Linked DNA regions of Mus musculus: all the other regions are linked to region 1. A link is a contact called in public promoter capture Hi-C and targeted proximity ligation data. All regions are on one chromosome and are shown on one strand. The core of a region is the stretch at or near the end of the contact, and the rest is flanking DNA. Distances in the headings are between cores, read along the strand shown.

The links. Promoter capture Hi-C pulls out the DNA fragments that hold promoters and counts their contacts.
Region 2: a contact with region 1 is called in a targeted proximity ligation map of pancreatic cancer cells. A contact is called at or near these places in 1 of 39 promoter capture datasets (liver) and 1 of 130 datasets of targeted methods (pancreatic cancer cells).
Region 3: a contact with region 1 is called in a promoter capture Hi-C map of liver, with 4 times the contacts expected there. A contact is called at or near these places in 2 of 39 promoter capture datasets (cranial neural crest and liver) and 1 of 484 Hi-C or Micro-C datasets (muscle stem cells).

What each region holds. Positions count from the first base shown.
Region 1 is chr19:4,124,656-4,127,355 of GRCm38.p6, reverse strand. It overlaps Tmem134 (transmembrane protein 134), which reads right to left and starts at 1,396. Exons shown (of 8, transcript NM_001078649.1): 1 at 1,316-1,396; 2 at 1,156-1,314; 3 at 235-299. The coding sequence starts at 1,330. It also overlaps a transcript of Aip not described here.
Region 2 is chr19:5,636,105-5,638,804 of GRCm38.p6, reverse strand. Rela (v-rel reticuloendotheliosis viral oncogene homolog A (avian)) reads right to left here and starts at 1,264. Exons shown (of 11, transcript NM_009045.5): 1 at 964-1,264; 2 at 347-373; 3 at 103-254. The coding sequence starts at 970.
Region 3 is chr19:5,703,049-5,705,748 of GRCm38.p6, reverse strand. Kcnk7 (potassium channel, subfamily K, member 7) reads right to left here and starts at 1,278. Exons shown (of 3, transcript NM_010609.3): 1 at 955-1,278. The coding sequence starts at 1,273.

The sequences.
Region 1 (2,700 bases), core at 147-2,646:
CTGGATTAAACTGAGGATTCCTAGAAGACAGAAAGCCTGGCATTGATAAGGTGGAGGACCGGGGCACTGGGGTAAGGTGACCCAGCTGGACAGCAGATCCCATGAGAGAAGCAGGGCTAGGAATCCCTGTAAGACAGGTAAGTGCATCTGGTTGGGACTGGGCAGGTCCTTGCAGACAGGAGCCTGAGACACGGGGCCTGGGATAAGAAGGGTGGGTCCCCACCTGGCCCTGACCTGGTGCTGACTCCCCCATCCGGCTCCGGAGAGGCCTGGGCTCCGTCCTCATCATTTTCCAGGTTCTGTTACAGGACATAAGGTTCAGATAAGCTTCAGGAATGGGCCTTTCCACTGCCCTCTGGGGGGAGGAGAAAGGCAGCCTGACAGCTTCTGCCTGGCACATCTGGCAGCTGCTCTCCTGCCTCTCCCTGCCCTCCCAGCGGAACCGGTTTGATGATTCAGAAACCAAAACCTGGGTAGGAAGTAGGTGGCTGTTGGGGGCTTCAGCACAGAATCCAGCAGGGGTGGGCTGCCAGCATGGATCCCAGGAGCAGGTGACCACTCAAATGAGGCTCTCAGGATTTTTCAGGGACCCAACATAGAGACTTTGGATTTGGTATAGCATAGCACAGGCCTCTGGGTCTTACGTCCTAAAGAACGATAGGGTTGGGGGAAGCTACCTGAGACAATGATTTATGGTGTGGTTTAGTATGAAGAGATGGGCAAACACATCATGTGTGGGGACCTCCACTTTTAGGGTGATTCTCAAAGCAGAGGGGATGCGGAGGCTCCATAGGTCACGTGATCTGGGGCTCAAGGGATGCTGTAAATATCGACAAGGTCTGGTTCAGATTGGAAGTACTCCCCAAACTCCTCGGAGTGATATTGGGGTGTCAGTCTTCAAGACAGGTGGGTTCTACACTGTTGCTAAGGCCTGGGTTCCTAGTCCGAGTTTCCGGCTCTCCACAGCTGCACTGGAACCGAACTCAGAGCTCAGAGGGCAAGGACATAAATCTGGATGAGCAGACACGTCTAGGGGACAATTTTCCGCTCCGCTGGGGTCTCTAGGCAGAGGCTCCGGAGTTAGAATTCTCCGGGGCCCGGCCTGGGGTTCCGCCCTATCCTGGACAAGAGGGTGAGACGAGCAGGGCCGTTCACCTGGTAGCGTAGCCGGGACTGCTTGTCTTCATCAGCCACCTCGAACCGAGCCCGGCGTTCGAAGTGCAGCGGCCCGAAGCGGGCGACCCCGCTGGACTCGGGCTCAGGCCCCGCGTCCTCCAGGGTCAGCTCGAAGGCATCATCGATGCTAAACTGGGGGCCGGGCGGCGCTCATGGCCCCCGCCGGCCTAGGCGCCCAGCGCCGCCGCCATTTGAGCCCGCCACGGCCCCGCCCACCAAACAGGGCCCGCCCTCACAGGGCCCGCCCCGTCTCCCTGGGAGCGAAGATCTGCCCTCTACAACCGCCCCGCCCTTGCCCGCTCCTCCTCTGCAGGCCTGAGCAGCAGAATGCAGAGTTGCTTCGGGATCGCGTCAGAGTCTCGCGGGTAGCGGGACTCGCGGCGCCCCCCAGAGGTTCCCTTGGTGAGCGACAGCCCCGGCTGTGACCAGGACCGATCTAAGCTTGTGCTTGTAAGGGAGGGGGGAGGGGAGGAGGGGGGACGGAGGGACGGGGTGTGTGTGGTGTGTGTGTGTGTGTGTGTGACGGGGTGTGTGTGGTGTGTGTGTGTGTGTGTGTGTGTGTGTGTGTGTGACGGGGTGTGTGTGGTGTGTGTGTGTGTGTGTGTGTGTGGTTGCTTTCTCTGCCCAGGGGTGTGAGGTGTGTGTGTGGTTGCGTGGTGTGTGTGTGTGTGTGTGTGTGTGTGTGTGTGGTTGCTTTCTCTGCCCAGGGGTGTGAGGTGTGTGTGTGGTTGCTTTCTCTGCCCAGCAGCTCAAACCTCATGAGGTAGCCTGGATTCCAGTCCGCACTCCAGTGCCATAGAAACTCTTGGACCTGTTCCTCCATCCTACTCACCACAGCTTCCAATGGAGGGGTGTCCTTGTCATTTTTCAGATGTGGACACTGAGGCTCAGAGCTTATATTGTTTTCTCCAATTCAGAATACATGGGGCAGCTAAAGTGATTAAAAAACAATCTTTCTAGCACTGAGTCTGCATTCCCTTCTATCTTTTTTTCTTTTTTTTTTTTGGTTTTCTTGGAAGAGGAGCTCCCTATTTAGCTCACTCTGGCCTTGAATTCCTGATCTTTTTGCCTTAGCTTTTATAGTACTGCTTTCTCTTCAGTGCTCAGGAGTGTTTGGAACTGAATAGATGTATAAATAATAGTAAATATCGGTGGCAGTTTGTCAAAGTGCTACGTCTGAAATTTGAACCCATATCTTTCTAGCTTACAAAGTGTTTGCCCTCCTCCACGTCCAACCGCCCTCACATTTTATGATCTCCCATAAAGAACTGAGTCAACCCAACTTCTCATTTTATGGTTAAAGAGGCTCCTCTCTAGTTGTGGTCATTCATTCCCCCCCCCCCATTCCCTCCATCCCCATCTTCCTCCCCTCCCCTTCTTCTCCCAAGACCTGGCCTCACTGAGTTTCAACCCAGCCTGGCTCTTACGTGGCATTGTCTTCTGTATGGATGTGTTTGCAGTGTACAAACATGGGCTCCTGTATCAAGTGCATTCTGTTGTTTACATTTTTCCATTTTTCCACTC
Region 2 (2,700 bases), core at 15-2,514, 1.5 Mb before region 1:
TTAGACACAGGGCACGGTGACCAGGAGGCAAGTCTGCTGGGGCTGCACAGTGCGTTCCACCACATCTGTGTCCCAGCGACACCCCTGGGGGCTCTTGCTTACCTTGATGGTGGGGTGTGTCTTGGTGGTATCTGTGCTTCTCTCGCCAGGAATACTGCCCGCTGAGCGCCCCTCGCATTTATAGCGGAATCGCATGCCCCGTTGCTTCGGCTGTTCGATGATCTCCACATAAGGCCCAGAAGCCTGGGCTGGCTCTGTGGGTGACACAGTCAGCCATCAGGTGCTATCCCCACGGCCCCGACTCCAGGACAGCCCCTGACTACTGAGGATGGATGGTCCAACTTACCTGAGGGAAAGATGAGGGGAAACAGATCTGAAAGGGAAAGACAAGGCACATTGTCAATAAACTCCAGTGCCCACCCTCACCTGCGAAGGCCTGACAGAGCCAAGCTCCCTCCCTTCCAAGAAAACTGAGCCAAGACCCTGAAACCTGCCCTGACAGAGGCCGGGGAACTAGAGAAAGGGGACACAGAGGCATTCCTTTGCCAGGGGAAACTGAGTCAGTGCCTGTTTTACGTTCATAAGTGACACTGAGGAGGGGGTAATACCCTCCTCTCCTCTTCTGGGGAAACTGAGTCAGATACTTTCTTCCTTACACGGAAAGGAAGCCAGAACTAATCGCATCGACACGGGGGTGGGGGGAGCCGGAGGAAACGGAGTCAAGATTCACCCGTACCCCCACCCAGGAGGGACACTGAGTCAAGGCGCCCTCCACTGAGAGGGGTAACTGAGTCAGACCCCCTCGCAGCCCGCCCCGCCCCGTGCCACCATCCGGCCTGCCGCTCCCTGCGCAGCAACCCGCGGCGCAGAAAGGGGCGGAAGACGGCGCGGGGAGGGGGGAGATTCCGCCGCAGGCCCCGGAGCTCTAGGGCAGCCATCCCCCGAGCCAGAGGGCAGCCTCACCGTCCATGGTCAGGGTCCCGGGGGCGGGGCCGGGGTCGCAGCTGAGCCCACGGCGCGCTAAAGTAAAGCCATTCGCCAGAGGCGGAAATGCGCGGCGCGCGCCCGTCGTCGCGTCACTGCCCGGAATCCGGCCGCGCCTGCGCGCTGAGCCGCCGCCACCGCCACCGCCGCGCGTGGGGGGCCGAGAGCAGGTGCGCGACTCACGCTGGGCGCGGAAGGTGTGCGGCGGGCGCGCGGGCGGGGACACCGCAGCGCGGCGGGAGGACGCCGAGGCTGTTTGTCCCGAGGCCGGCCCGACTACAAGCTCCGCAGCGCGGCTCGCTCGGGGTCCCGGTCCCGTTCCCGGCCCCGCCTGGAGGGCGGGCCCGCGATTACTCACTCTGTTTTTAGGGGATTTCGGGTCCCGTTCCCCGCCCCGCTCTGATCTCAGGAGTTTGGTGATGTCACCCTGGCCGGGACTGGAGCCGAGCCAGGGCTGGTGGCAGGCTGCGGCCATTCGCCCTGCGCAGGGAGAGGCCCAGGCCTGCTGCTCCCGCGGAGGCCAGTGACTGAATTCCACACGTTTTCCTAAGCGTGCAGGGGCCTTCTGGGGACCCGCGTGCTACGGGCCACATGCTCCCCAACCTAGATCCGGCTGCGCGCAGGAGTGCTTCGCGGAGCGAGCGTGCTGCATCCGACAGGCCTTAGGGTAGAGGGGCAGACCGAGGACTAGGCAGACACCTGTACCTCTAAGAGTCCCTGAGAGCCATGAGTGCTGGAAGAGCCCCAGGGCTTCGTCTGCACACATAGGTGCTGTCTGCTAAGGTTTAGATCTTTAGGGATCTCCGGAACCAGCTAGGGTCACACCGTGAACATCTCCTTCAAGGCCTCCCAGGAGTCCAGGCTCCAATGAGGAAAGCGTTTGTAGGGAGCAAAAATTGCCATCTAAGCCAAGGGCAGGTGTGCAGATTGAGTGTGGGGACTCTGGCCGGAGGACGCAACACATCAGGCTGCCTCCACTATGCCAGAAGGAGGAGGCGCCTCCCGGGCCACAGGAGGTTTCAGCACTCAGAGAAAGACTTATTTTCTCTAAATTAGGAAATCATGTGGGAATTGGAAAAGATTGGAAATTCTGAATTGCTTTCCCAGGCTCTGAAAAAAACAGGAAGACAAAAGTGAAAATAGTTACGCCCCTCCCACTCATTTCAGTTTCTCACTTGGCGCAGATTAGAAAAAGCAGTTTAATATTTTGCGAGGGCGGATGTCAAGGCGACAGAATGAATATAATCTCCAATTAATGGCACACAGCCATCATTGGTCCTCACATGAACCACTTGTAAAAACACATATAGTTACAATTTAAGTTAATATGAATACCAGCGTCCTTACTAAAAAGTAAAGGCTAGAAATGAGAACTCAGTAGTTTTTGCATAACGTTGCAGGAAGCTGGGATTTGATCTCTGACTCCAGGATGCTCCAGTAATCCCAGCGCTCATGGGGTCAGACGTTCAACGTCATCCTCCTCTACATAGTTTGAACCCATCCAGAACTACAGAAGATGCTCTTTAAAAAAGGATGGTTGCAGGCTGGAGAGATGGCCCATCAGTTAAGAGTCGATAATGCCCTTGCAGAAGACCAGAGTCCAGTTATCAGCAACTGTAACTGCAGCTTCCGGAGACCTCACACTGTTCTGGGCTCTTGAGAGCAACTGCATTCACATGTGCACATATATACAAAAATAAAAATAATAAAATAAAA
Region 3 (2,700 bases), core at 29-2,528, 1.6 Mb before region 1:
GCAAGCGCTCCACAACTAATGTCTCCCCAGCCAGATCCTGACTTCCTGGGTTTGTCAGTTCTTATTTTTACCATTATTTCCAAATCTTCAACCTGTGGCATGCCATCCGCCTTCTTTCCCCAAATGTGTATCTGCCCGGGCTCTGGGTTATGGGAGGGAAGCAGGCAAGGGAACAAGACGTTCTGAAAAGAGGCAGCATGCACGAGAGACAGCATTTAGAGCCAGAGAAGCAGGGAGCAAGAAAGGGAGAGGTAGGAGACTGGGGCATGCTGGGAGAACAAGATCAGCAGGGTCCATGGGTTACAAAGGCCAAAGCTCCTAGGAGTCAGCTGTGAGGTAAGAGTGTAGTGAAGACTGGGTGGGCCAGCGGCCATGTGGTCTAGAGGCAGGCTCCATCCTGCTCCAGCCAATTGGAAAGGAAGTTAGAGATACATATTTCACTTTGAAAAGTATTTAGACTATTAGCAGGACAATGAAACAAAACCAACCCCCTAGGACTAGTTCTGTGCCTAAGCACATCTGTTCTCTTAGCCAGGAATTTCGCTAACCCGACCTACTTCTGCACCCTGTTCACTGGGCTCTGAGCACATCATCACCACTTCCTCCCCTCAGACTTCCTCGAGGGCGGCTCTAAGCTGTGCTTCCTACAGCATCTCTCTAGCCAAGAGTCTATCCCACCCAGATGTATTCTCTGTCTGGCTTCAGGCCTATGTGACCCGGGTTTCTCTGCTGGATGCAGAGTGCTGAGGGGCGGGGCTGGGGAGGCCACACCCCTCCTGGCAGCTTAAGTGGAGGCACCAGTTGGGGTGTGTTGTGTGGGGAGCCCCACTTGTGATGTCAGGTCTGATAGAGCCGTGGCTTTGTCTGGAGCTTTGGGGTGGGGGAAGGGCTTGCACCCTAGAGCTCTTGGGTCCTCCTCCTGGTTTGCTTGGTGGTAGTGGTGGTAGTGCCTACCGGTGGTGGTGAGGATGCTGGCAGTGAACAGCAGAGCTGAGGGCAGATCCCAGTTGCTTGTCTCTGAGCTGTTGCCCAGGCTGGAAACTCCATGGGCCTGTGCTCTCAGGACCGCACCTAGCAGCTCCTCCAGGGCCTCAGGTGGCAAGCAGGCCCTGTGCTCTGCCTGGAAGCTAGCCAGTTCAGCCTGGACCTGGGCCTGGAGGTGGCGAGCTGGAGGGCCCTCCAGGGCCTGAAGCACCACAGCCCCAAGGCCCATGGCCAGCAGGTGGGCCATAAGCAGGAGCAGGTATCGGGCCCATGGTTTCAGACTCCCCATAGCATGGCACTGAGTCTGGGAAGGTGAGGGAGTAGGCTAAGCCACCAGTGGCACCAGGGAGGGGCTGCGAAGGGCGTGGCGGGGAGGAGGTGCTGCGTGGGTAGGCGGCTGAGATGACTAGAATGAACGTGAATGAGGGAGGTGAGCCACAGCACGCCCAGTTTCTGGGGCAAGACATGGCAGCCGGGCACTGGGGGTGGGCGGAGGAAGACACTGTGGTGAGAAGACTGACTGGGTGAGAAAAGCCTGGAGAGATCCTCACACGAACGTACGCAAAGTCACGCCTCCTTGGTCACATATGCATCACTCATTCAGACACCAGGGAAGATGACAGACACAGGTTTGTCCTCTCCTGCTGCTCCCATAAGAAATCTGCTGACAAACTACCAGGGAGCAGCCTGCGGGGAGGGCAAACTTCCCAGGAAAACTCTTTGAAGGAAGTAATATTCCAACCAGAGAACAAGCTAGTTATGGTGCTGGAAAGATGGTCTGCTGTGAGGAACACTTGCTGTTCTTCCAGAGGACCTTGGTTCGATTCCTGGCACCTACATGGTGGCTCACGACTGCCAGTGACTCTAGTTCCAGGTTACCTGAGAGCCTTCCCCTGGCACAGGTATACCAGGTACACTTGTGGTAAAGACCCATGCAGGCAAAACAGCAATCTATATAAAAATATAGGGCCAAGTGTGATGGCGAATGCCTTCAAGATTTCTGTGAGTTCAAGGCTAACCTGATCTACAAAGCAGGTTCGAAGTCAGGGCAATAGAGTAAGATTGTCTAAAATAAAATAAAAGTTTAAAGATAACATCAGGGAAAAAGTCATATAGGAGTCAGAGACCAACCATGAAGAAGGGGCTGAGGAGACAGGTTGTTGTTGGCAAGTAGACCAAAGATCTTGTGAGGATGCTGAAGCATTCTGGGTGGGACAGTGATCGCCTAAGCAGAGGGTGGGAGAGGCTCTGTGGGACTCAGAATAGACACAGTTGGAGAGAGCATGAGGTAAGGGCGCTTGGTGTTCCTGACTCTTTGTTCTGGCTCTTGCTGCAGATCTCCTGCCTCTGCCTGGCTGGACTGCAGACCTGGAATGGCTACTTTGTGTAAATTGGGGGAGCTTCATTCATAAACCATGGAAGGACTGCCCTAAGGCATTGACTGGGTGGGAACCTCAAGGCCAGGTCCAGGCCACCAGGGAGGGTCACCATGCTTCCAGGTGGGTGGGCTTCCCCATATCCAGAATATGAGAGGCAAACCCAGGGCAAACCCTTGAGATTTTTCCCAGAGGTGAGTATCTCCCTGGGGTGAAGACGACACATCCTGGGAAAGGTTCCTAGAGATGACATCGCAGCTGGGCCTAGCAGGCAGACAGGGACCACCGGCAACAAGGAACCTCCGGGCAAAGCATCACTTGAATGGTAGAGATGGCTCAA